Regions from separate parts of the Sus scrofa genome. Here region 2 is linked to region 1. A link is a contact called in public HiChIP or PLAC-seq data. All regions are on one chromosome and are shown on one strand. Each heading gives the region's core, a stretch centred on a gene start, on an enhancer-like site or on the middle of the called end of the contact. The rest is flanking DNA. Distances are from core to core; before and after follow the strand shown. Region 1 overlaps KIAA1614. Region 2 has its middle 24 kb from the start of IER5.

Region 1 (4,554 bases), core at 868-3,367:
TGGCATATTGGCCTCGAGCCTGCCTTTTTCAGTCTCATTTCTCCCAGCTGCCATTGGACGACACCTTTGCTCTTTTTTCCAGAAATGGGCAGAGCATCTTGGAGTAACAGCCTTACAGCCATTGACCATAGCGTCCAAACCAAAAATTGGCACATGTGGTCTGGTGTGAGCACATCTGGGAGATGTTATCTAGTAGCCAGAATATTAAGAGTTTCTGGGAAGTCTTTGTGACGTGTAGGTTGAAGGGAAACCATGAAACGGAGACCTCTTTCTGGTCAGCCCTGCCCTGCCCCCACTGCCCTGCCCTCTGCCTCTGTCTTCCTGCAGGCTGCAGCTGATGCCAGGCTGTCCCCAGCCACAAGCTGTCTGCCCAGACTCCCTGAGGGTAGCCGTGGGTGGGCCACTGGCGGGGAGACGGCGGGGCAGGCGCAGGGGGGTGGGCTGTCCCACCTGGGCGCTTCCCACTCACGAAGGATTGGGACTGTCTGGGAGTAGATGGTTGTGTGTGTGTCTTAAATTATTAAAAAAGCAAGCTTCAAACTTCTCCCACTCTGCATTGCTAAATTCTGGGCTGATTGCTCCCTCTACCTTCACTAGGCAGGCAGGGGCCTGGGCGGGAGGGACACGGGCACAGAGGTGGGCTGTTGGCATGACAGAGCGGGAGGGCTGGGGAGACAGCCAGGAGGACGCAGATGCCTCCAGAGGTCACCCCTTGGCTGGGAAAGGAGCCCTGGGGAAGGTGCATTTAGGAGCAGGAGCCAGAACGGAGCTAAGAAGCCCTGGAGAGGGGCAGCCGGGCTGCAGGAGGACCGGAGCAACTGGCTGAGTGCAGGCTGTGGTGAAAGCAGCAGAGGCAGAGGAAAGTGAGTGTTGCTGCAGCTCTCAGCAGACAAGGTCGCTGAAGAAGGCATGTTGGCCGAGGGAAAGGGGATAGGGAAGGGCTCGGGCAGTCCTGGGGAAGGTGTGTGTGCCCCCCCTTGGCCTTGCCAGCAGGAGCCAGTCAAAATCCCTCTTCACTGTCTCTTTACTGCTGCTCCCAGAGCACCCCTGCCACTGCAGGATGGGGAGGGGGCATGGGGACCACAGGGACCAGTGGAACAAGTGTGCTTCAGTCTTCAACAGGTGAAGAGGGTGCTGGGACACCTCAGACCAACCTGGGGTCCCCAACGCATAGAAATGGCCCCGAAGCAGATGCTACAGGAGTGGGGAAACCCTGGCGGCTCCTGCACCCCAGCTCGTGGCCTTGTGGTCATACACCTTTGGGGAAATTTCATGTTGAAAAACGTTTCTAGGGGCCAGTGGCACCTCTCTTTTCTCAGGCTGGAGAGTTTAATGAGCCCCAGCGGGGAAGAAAGGGAAGCGAAGGCAGGGCTCAGGCAGGGAAAGGTCTCGGAGGAGTGCTGAGCAGCTGCACCTGCTGCCTCCGAGGGGCTGCACCTGCTACTTCCCAGGGCCAGGCTCCGGCTCTTGACACAACTTATTTCCTCCCAAAAATAGTCCTGCCAGGGATGTTCTGTTTACTGTCTTCAGCCACACAGAGGGAGAACCAAGCTCAGCCACAATGATGGAGCCCTCTGACTGGGGGCACACGCTTCCTACTGCAGCCTTCGCCCCCTTTCCAGAAAAGGCTTGATGGAAGGGGAAGGGAGGGGGGCACTCTGGGCTGTGTGTGAAGTCCACCTGCCTTGCTCTCCTTGCCAGGATGGTGCTCCTATCTGGGGTCAAGCGATGCTGGCCCCCAACTTCTGTGGGTGGGAAGAGACTTTGATTTGTCCAGCCTCCGGTTGGACCCTCCCCATCTGCTCTGCCTGGGCAGCTACTGCCCTAGAAAGCTGGATCCAGCCCGGCCTGACCTCCCACAGGCCCGTCAGAACCCTTTCACTTAGGACCTAATGTGTTAACTAGGAGCCAGGCCACGTGCCAGGCAGGAGGTCGGGGAGATGAGAAAGATGGGCTCTGCTTGATGGGGCCCGAGGCTGCGGAGATGCGCAGACGGAGCACCTGGCCTGGTGGTGCACCTGGAGGCCCGCTCAGGCCTGGGCGCGAGCCTGAGGGTGATCAGTGATTAGCTGGGGGAGGCGCCGGGGGAGGAAGTGCGCCCACGCACGCTTTTTAAAAGGAGGAACTTTCAGGAAGAGGAAGGTCTTTCAGGCGCAGAGGAAAAAGAGCTGGTGCAAAGGTGTGGAAGTCTCTGCGTCTGCCCCCTGCCCCTCCACGGATGGTGCGCTGGTTCGCGCTGTGTCCAGACGTCGCCTCACACAGGTAAGCATTTACCACTGCGACCTCACAGAAGAGAAAGTGGCCCTAACTTGCGCCTCGGGCATGTCGCTCTCCTTAGGACGACGGGAGCGGGGCGGGAGGGCGAGTTCTGCAGCGGAAGCCGCAGGCCCTGAGCTCGCGGCGAGGCCTGGGCGGGAAGGGCGCCGACTTTGAACGTGGAGAAGCGCCTCTTGCCGGTGGTGGAGGGCAGGTGGGAGGCGAGAGCGCGTCTGCTGCGCAGGGGGCGGCGGGGCGCCCCCGCAGGGGGACCGAGGTCCGTCGCGGGCCAGCGGCGGGTGACTGCGCGGGCAACTACCGGGCGCCCAGCGCGCCCTCCGGGCGAGGCCGCTGCGTTTCTCGGGCGTGGCCGGCAAGTCGGGCCAGCCGGGTGGGCCCCGCGAGGCCGCGCCGTCCCCGCCCCGAGGCCGCCCCAGAGGCCCCGCCGCGCCGCCGGCAGGAGGCTGGGCCGGGCCAGGCCGCGCTCCAGGCTGCCTGCTTTGGTCCACGGGGCAGCGGATGGGCCCGGGCGACGTTCAGCGGGACGCGGTCGCCCTTAGAGCCTGCAGTTTGACGGCACTGGGTTCGTGGGGGTTACACGCGCCCACCCCGCACAGGCAAGACGCTAGGGGGGCGCCGGAGGCCGGGAGGGCAAGGACCCTCGCTTTTGCCTCGAGGAGTGCACGGCTGCTGGCGGGGGCCTCCTGGAGGGCTGGGCGGAGAGCGGGGCCCGGCTAAAAGGCGCAGGTGGCGGCGGCGCGCCGGGCGCGGCGGGGGGCACGAGCTGGAGCCAGCGGGGGAGGAGGGGGCGACCGAGGCGACGCAGGGACCTGCGCGCGTGGCAGGGAGCGGGAATGGGACGCTGTGTGCGCAGTGTCCCCAGGGCTCTTGCATGGAGGAACCGTAGGCAGCGTTGGAATTTGGGAAACCAAGGTGAACCCGGGGATTCAGGGACTTGAAGCCGCTGCTCCGTGTCCCATCCTGCTCTGCCTGTTCCACAAACATTCCAGAGCCCTGCTGGGGACAGTAAGGTCACAGTCCCGAATCTGCGAGGGAGGGACTACTTATCTCTGGTTACAAACTAGGATTGTGAGGCTCAGAGGTTAAATTACTTATCCAAGGTCACGCAGCTAGTAACTGGGGGAGGCAGGATTTGGACCCGCCCTCTAGGACTCCCAGCCTCTATCCACCCTCCTGGAACCCTGTGGGGCTCACCTCCTTCAGAGGCCCTGAGCACCCCACTGTTGGCCCCCAGTGCCCATGACCAGCTCAGGTGCCACTCTGACCTTCACCTGGGCAGGCGTGGGGGAAGGCCAAGATCTTTTTCCAGGACAGTGTTTACTAATAGCAGGCACAACCACTATGGGTCATGAAATCTTTTAAAGAAAGACCAGCTTTGAAAAAAATAACTGCCTCATACAAGACAAGGGCAGGTTTTGTGTGAGAAATGCTTCTTTCAGATGTGTGTGTGTGTGTGTGTGTGTGTGTGTGTCGCCTGAGCCATAATTTTAAATGTCCTTCTGGCCTTGCTCTGAAGGCAACATAGAACAGGCCCTGGGACTAAGGGGGGACATTGTGCCCTTAGGGCCCAGGACTGGCCAGTGGGAGATGCTAAGACCTAGCCTGGGGCTGGTGTGATTGTGCTGGCCCTGGTGGGGGGTGGGGGGAGAGGCATTTTTGCTTATACATCCCTGTCACTGAGAGGAGGCCCAAGCCCTGGGGTGGAGAGCAGTGACTGGATGGTCCTCCAAGTTGGCCCCTGGCAGTAGGATCCCCAGGTGGGTATTTTTTGGCAGGAGCTTCAGTTTTTGGTTCCCCAGTTTCTCCAGCTCCCAACTCAATGCATTCACTTATCCACCCAGTCATTTAGCTCATGTGTGTGCCTTTGTTGGAGCAACCTTCCCTTTGCCCACCCATGGACCCCTGGCAGCCTTCAAAAGTATCAGAGGTGCCTGCCCTGGCATCCATTCCCCGCCACCTGCATGCTGACTAGGCCCCCTTTCCTTGGCTCCTGTAGAAGCTGGTACCAAGGGCTCTTTTGTGGTTCTTTTCCCATACAATTGCTTGTTTATCCTCCACCAAACTTACCTGGCAGCTGCACTTCCTGACAGCTGGACTTCCCAGCCCATCTGCCCAACTCATTTCTCACCCCAAATACCCAGGCCAGCTCGGAGGCTATTGAAGAGTCAGGGCTGTCACCTGATCCCCTTCCTTCCCTCCCTCTCCATCACCCTCTCTGAAGTTTTCCTTTATGCTACGGCACCAGAGCACCTGCTCAGAAATGGCAACAGCCTTCCT
Region 2 (4,554 bases), core at 1,173-3,672, 130 kb after region 1:
CTAGGACAAGGGAATTTTGCTAAGGGTAAGGACAAGTCAAAGGAGAAAAAAAAAAATCAAAAACAAAACACCAGAGCAAGGGTTAGGAGCCACTGTTGCTGTCTTGGCTCCATGCCTGTGAGTGGAAGGACTCTGAAGCTGACCCCAGGTCCTGGCTGCAAGCTTAAGAAAGGTCTTCGACCTTCTCTGAACTCTAGGAACAGTGTCCTGGGTCATCTCAGAACCTCTCTGGAATAGGAGGATGCTGGCAGGGAATTGCATTCTGAATCTGAGAACAGGAAGGCTGCTGCTGGGAGTTTTGCTCTTGTCTGCGTTCAGATCATCGCACGGCTCTTTGCTTTGAAGGATGAACGGAAGCCAGGGGCTCAGTTTGACAAGCGCTCTGCGGGGAAATGGTGGGATGCTGTTGTGGGCTGCAGGAAGCTCTTCTCCTGCCCAGATGATGGATGTGATGGGCCTCTTCAAAGGAGGCAGCCAGATGCTGGCTGCTTTTCTGGTTTTAGCTTTCAGTGGTGGGGTTCAGCTGGAAAGCCCTGGTGAGTATTTCATGCAAACCCAAGGAGGGCCAGAGGCACCTTGCCTGAGCTCAGAGTCCTCAATGTCACAGACCTCAGGGAGGCAGCCCTGGGATTTCTGCCTGCCGAGGGCAAGGCTGAGGAGGGGCGGGGCTGAGCTGGCAGCTGAAAGCCATGGGGTAGAGGATGCACTCTTCAGCCTCAGAGGAACTGACCTTGAGGCTGGCGCACTGGACAGAGTGACCAGGAGAGAGCCCCCTGCCTCCTGTGCCTCTTCAAATGTCGAGAGCTAAGTGGTCTCGGGAGCACCAAGGTCACCAGGACCTATTTCTACGTTGACTGATTGGTGTTATCTCCCTTCTTGGCAGAGATGTTTGAGAGCTAATTGGACCCAGAGCCCTAAGCGAGGTTTGCCTTCACTTTCCGAATTAAACCCGAATGCTTCCGTATTAGGTACTCAGGTCTCTGCAGTTCGTCCCCTGCCCACCTTTTCTGCCACATCTTTTGACCCTGTCCGGCATGTATAGCCCCATCAAGTCACACTGAACTATTTGCAGGTTTCCAGGGCATTGTGTACCCCCGTGCCTCTCCGTTTCTGCCCATGCTGTTCCCTCTCCCCGGAGCACACCCTTCCCTTCCCCAATGCCAGAGGCCACTGGCCTTCCAGAGGGCTTGTGTGTTTCACCTTTTCTAGAGAGCTTTGCCTGATGCTCCCCACCCCAGAGGAGGGCGTGCTGCGCAAATCGCAGCAGTTACCATATTGGATGGTGGGGCTTTGCTCCCCCGTCTCCCTGACTGACAAGAAAACTTCTTCTGGGGTTTCCCAGAACTCAGCACAGCGCCTATACACATAGTTAGCCCTGTGTATTTGTTTAATTGCTCATGGCCTACGACTCCCTTCCCTCGCTAGAATTAAAGCTCCACAAGAGCAAGGATCTTGCCTTCCTTGTTCACTGCTAAGCCCCAGGGTCCAGCACATAGTGGGCCTGCAATAAATATTTGTTGAATGAATGCATGGGAGTTAGGGACTGTGATTCACCTTTTGGCTCTTCCCCTGAGCGCCCTGGTGGCCACGTGTAAGTTACTCAGCCTGTCTTGGCTGGTGTGGTGGGACTCGTGGGGGACCGGAGCATTGCCCTGAGGCACCGGTTCAAGCCTTCAGGGTCTAGGGTCTTATTCCAGCCTCTGCTGCTGTGGCCAGTTCTGGGAACTGTTCTCAGCCTTGTGCATATGCAGCCCAGAAATACAGAGGAGTAAATCCCTGTGGGAAAACTCTTGGCCAGCTGATACATGCTTTCCCCTTTTCTTCCCGCGGATGACTTTGAAATACATTTCAAAGTGTCCTCCGAGGGTCCCGTAGGACTGGTCAGCCAGTCAGCCTTTATGGACAGCTTCATAGTCACTAGTGAGTGTACCGGCACTCCTTCCTGCCCTGTTTTTGCCTCCCTGGGTCACTTCCCAAATATACTACTCATATGTAGTCTGGCTCTGCTTTGGGGGGAGCCCGGGTGAAGACAGCCAGGGTCCGCTCGTGGCTCTGCTGCTCACCAGTTTTGTCTTTGGGTCCAACCACTTCACCTCTCTGCTTCTGTTGCCTCTGAAAACAGAAGCTGAAAAAGGGGTGTCATAACAACCCACAAGGTTTATAATATCGGATCATCTATGTGCGAGCGTCTGCATTAGCCCCTGCATATACCAGGCACACACCAAAGCGTCCTTTCTTGTCCTCCTGCCTGTGTTTGTTAAAACGCAGGTCTGGGAAGCCTGCTTGGCCTCCTGAGGGGTGAGGCCTTGTGAAGAAATGTTGCTGAGCGGGATCCCTGCTCTGGTGGGAAGGCCAGAGCAGAGGAGCAAAGGGTGACGAGGCCGGGTGACTCAGGCCTTTGGCAATGGGGCCATTCTTTGGAGCATTCTGTAAACATGGGTCAAGGGAGTCTTGCAACAGGCCCCACAAGTGGAAGGCTGGAAGAGGCCAGGGTGTGGAGGCAGGGAGGGGCCCAGCATGTGGCTCACAGGGCCAGAGGTGGTGCATCCGAGATGCTCTTCTGGTGCAAGTGAGAGGCCATCAGCCAGGGTAGTGACTTCCCTGTCCCCCACTTGCCAACCTGTCCACCCTACACCCTCTCCCAGATGACAGCTTTTGACTGCAGAGAAGAATCCCAGCATTTTTCAGCCTTCCTCTCTGCCTTCCACCCCATGTTTCCCTCCAAATACGTTGAGTTCCAAAGCAATGGAAACTCATTACTGGCCCTATTATAGCCGATAAAAGACAGTTTTTTATTTTTTTGTTTTTGTCTTTTTAAGGATGCACCCACGACATATGGAAGTTCCCAGGCTGGAGGTCAAATCAGATCTACGGCTGCCGGCCTATGCCACAGCCACAGCCGTGCCAGATCCAAGCCACGCCTGCGACCTACACCACAGCTCACAGCAACGCAGGATCCTTGACCCACTGAGCAGGGCCAGGGATTGAACCTGCGTCCTCATGGGTACTAGTTGGGTTCGTTACTGCTGAGCCACAATGGAAACTCCTCGGGGGCAGGAAATCTGCCTGGATGCTGCCCCTTAACTTATCCACTACCTGCCCCCTCAGCCTACAGTTAAGGCAGGTCCTGGTCACATCAAGCCCCTTGGCTACTGGGAAGCTCTTTGGGAAATGACTCAGGAGGTGCTGGCTCAGCTTTCTTGGCCTTTTGTCCTTACCTCTTTGAGCCATAGGGCATCTGCTTCCCACCCTCCCTGGCAGTCCTGTGCCCTGAGAGCCACACCCACTGGTGTGCAGAAGGACTGTCTCTCTCCTCCCAGGTCTCCTGACCCCAGGGGACCAATGAGGGATGGGAGGTTGGGGCCAGGCAGAAAGTCTGGATGCCACCTTCACCACAGGGGTGGCCTCTTCTCCCACAGCCACCCCCTCCACTTCCCCAGGGACTAGATTCCCACTCTTCTGGAAATCTGGCAGTTTTCTGGCTCTGGCTGAGCCCTCTGGAGGAGCCCAGGAGGGGAGAGGGCCAATCGCCAGCAGAAGACAGTGGCCGCAGGGGCTTGTGCTGTCTTTGCCTCCTCCCTGTCCCTGTCTTTTGGGCCCCCACCCCCTCCTGGCCAGTGAGTCATGCTCTCTGGACTCCGTACTGTGCCCCACCTTATGGTCAGGTGGTTGGGTATGCTTAGAGACCCTCGGCTCAGCTCACTCGGTGGTCCCCCACACCCAAGAGTAGAAGGGAGAGAGAGAGAGAGAGAGAGAGAGAGACAGCAAGGAGAAAATTGTCAATAAATCGCCAGGGCATTTCACCTCCAGGCTCTGATTCCCAAATTGCTACACTAACGGCGGCGTGAGCATCTAAATCATCACCCCTGTGTACACCACCTGTGTGTGGCGGATCCCAAGGTGGGTGGCTGGTCCTCAGTCCTGTGCCTTCCCAGCCCCATCCCTCCCCTCCACGTTCCCCAATCCTCTCCACACTCCAGACCCGAGTGGCTGACCGCAGATGGTATGAGTCATGGCTTTTACGACAGGGGTTCTCAAAGTGTGGGTTCTGGACCCGTGGCATTGGCGTCACTTGGGAACTTGACATGCAGACTCCCAGGCTCTCCCTGGACCTACTGCATCAGAAACCCTCGGGCTGGGACTCAGCGATCTGAGCTTATCAGCGGCGCACCCCCCCCCCCCCCCCGTGATTCAGTTGTCCTCTGAAGTTTGAGAATCACTGTCTGATCACCCTGTTTGCAATAGTCTGAGCAGAGAAACCCCCGTCTGGAGCGGGGAGGCTGAGGTGGGAGCAGCTGACTGCTCTCCAAGCCAGGCTTCCCGGTGAACACCCTATATATAGCTCATGGAAGGTGCTGGAGGCCTCTACCCACTGACAACAGCCCCAGAGGCAGCCAGGAATGTGGGCACTGCTCCCTGTGTTTCTCCCACTGGGAGTGGGAACCACCAGAGGGGTGGAAGATCTCTTTCCCCAAGGCCTGGAGAAGCTGGGAGAGGGGCTGGGAGGGGAGCCAGGGGATGCGGCGTCTCCTTGAGGATGGTGTTCAGGGCCAG

Evidence for each region. HiChIP or PLAC-seq counts read pairs in DNA pulled down with a chosen protein or histone mark.
Region 2: an H3K27ac HiChIP or PLAC-seq map of alveolar macrophages shows a contact between it and region 1. The contact joins two enhancer-like sites. A contact is called at or near these places in 2 of 2 datasets of contacts at active chromatin or transcription factors (alveolar macrophages and skeletal muscle).

The regions. Positions count from the first base shown.
Region 1 is chr9:122,522,529-122,527,082 of Sscrofa11.1, forward strand. It overlaps KIAA1614, which reads left to right. Exons shown (of 10, transcript XM_021063756.1): 10 at 1-544. Among named protein-coding and RNA genes, the nearest start is that of KIAA1614, 41 kb to the left of the region's middle. Within about 2 kb of position 2,118, at least 20 of the 83 cell types and tissues checked have an H3K27ac peak or open chromatin away from gene starts, as enhancers often do. A contact at or near this core is called in alveolar macrophages, where this site is marked.
Region 2 is chr9:122,655,084-122,659,637 of Sscrofa11.1, forward strand. No RefSeq gene overlaps it. Among named protein-coding and RNA genes, the nearest start is that of IER5, 24 kb to the left of the region's middle. Within about 2 kb of position 2,423, at least 24 of the 83 cell types and tissues checked have an H3K27ac peak or open chromatin away from gene starts, as enhancers often do. A contact at or near this core is called in alveolar macrophages, where this site is marked.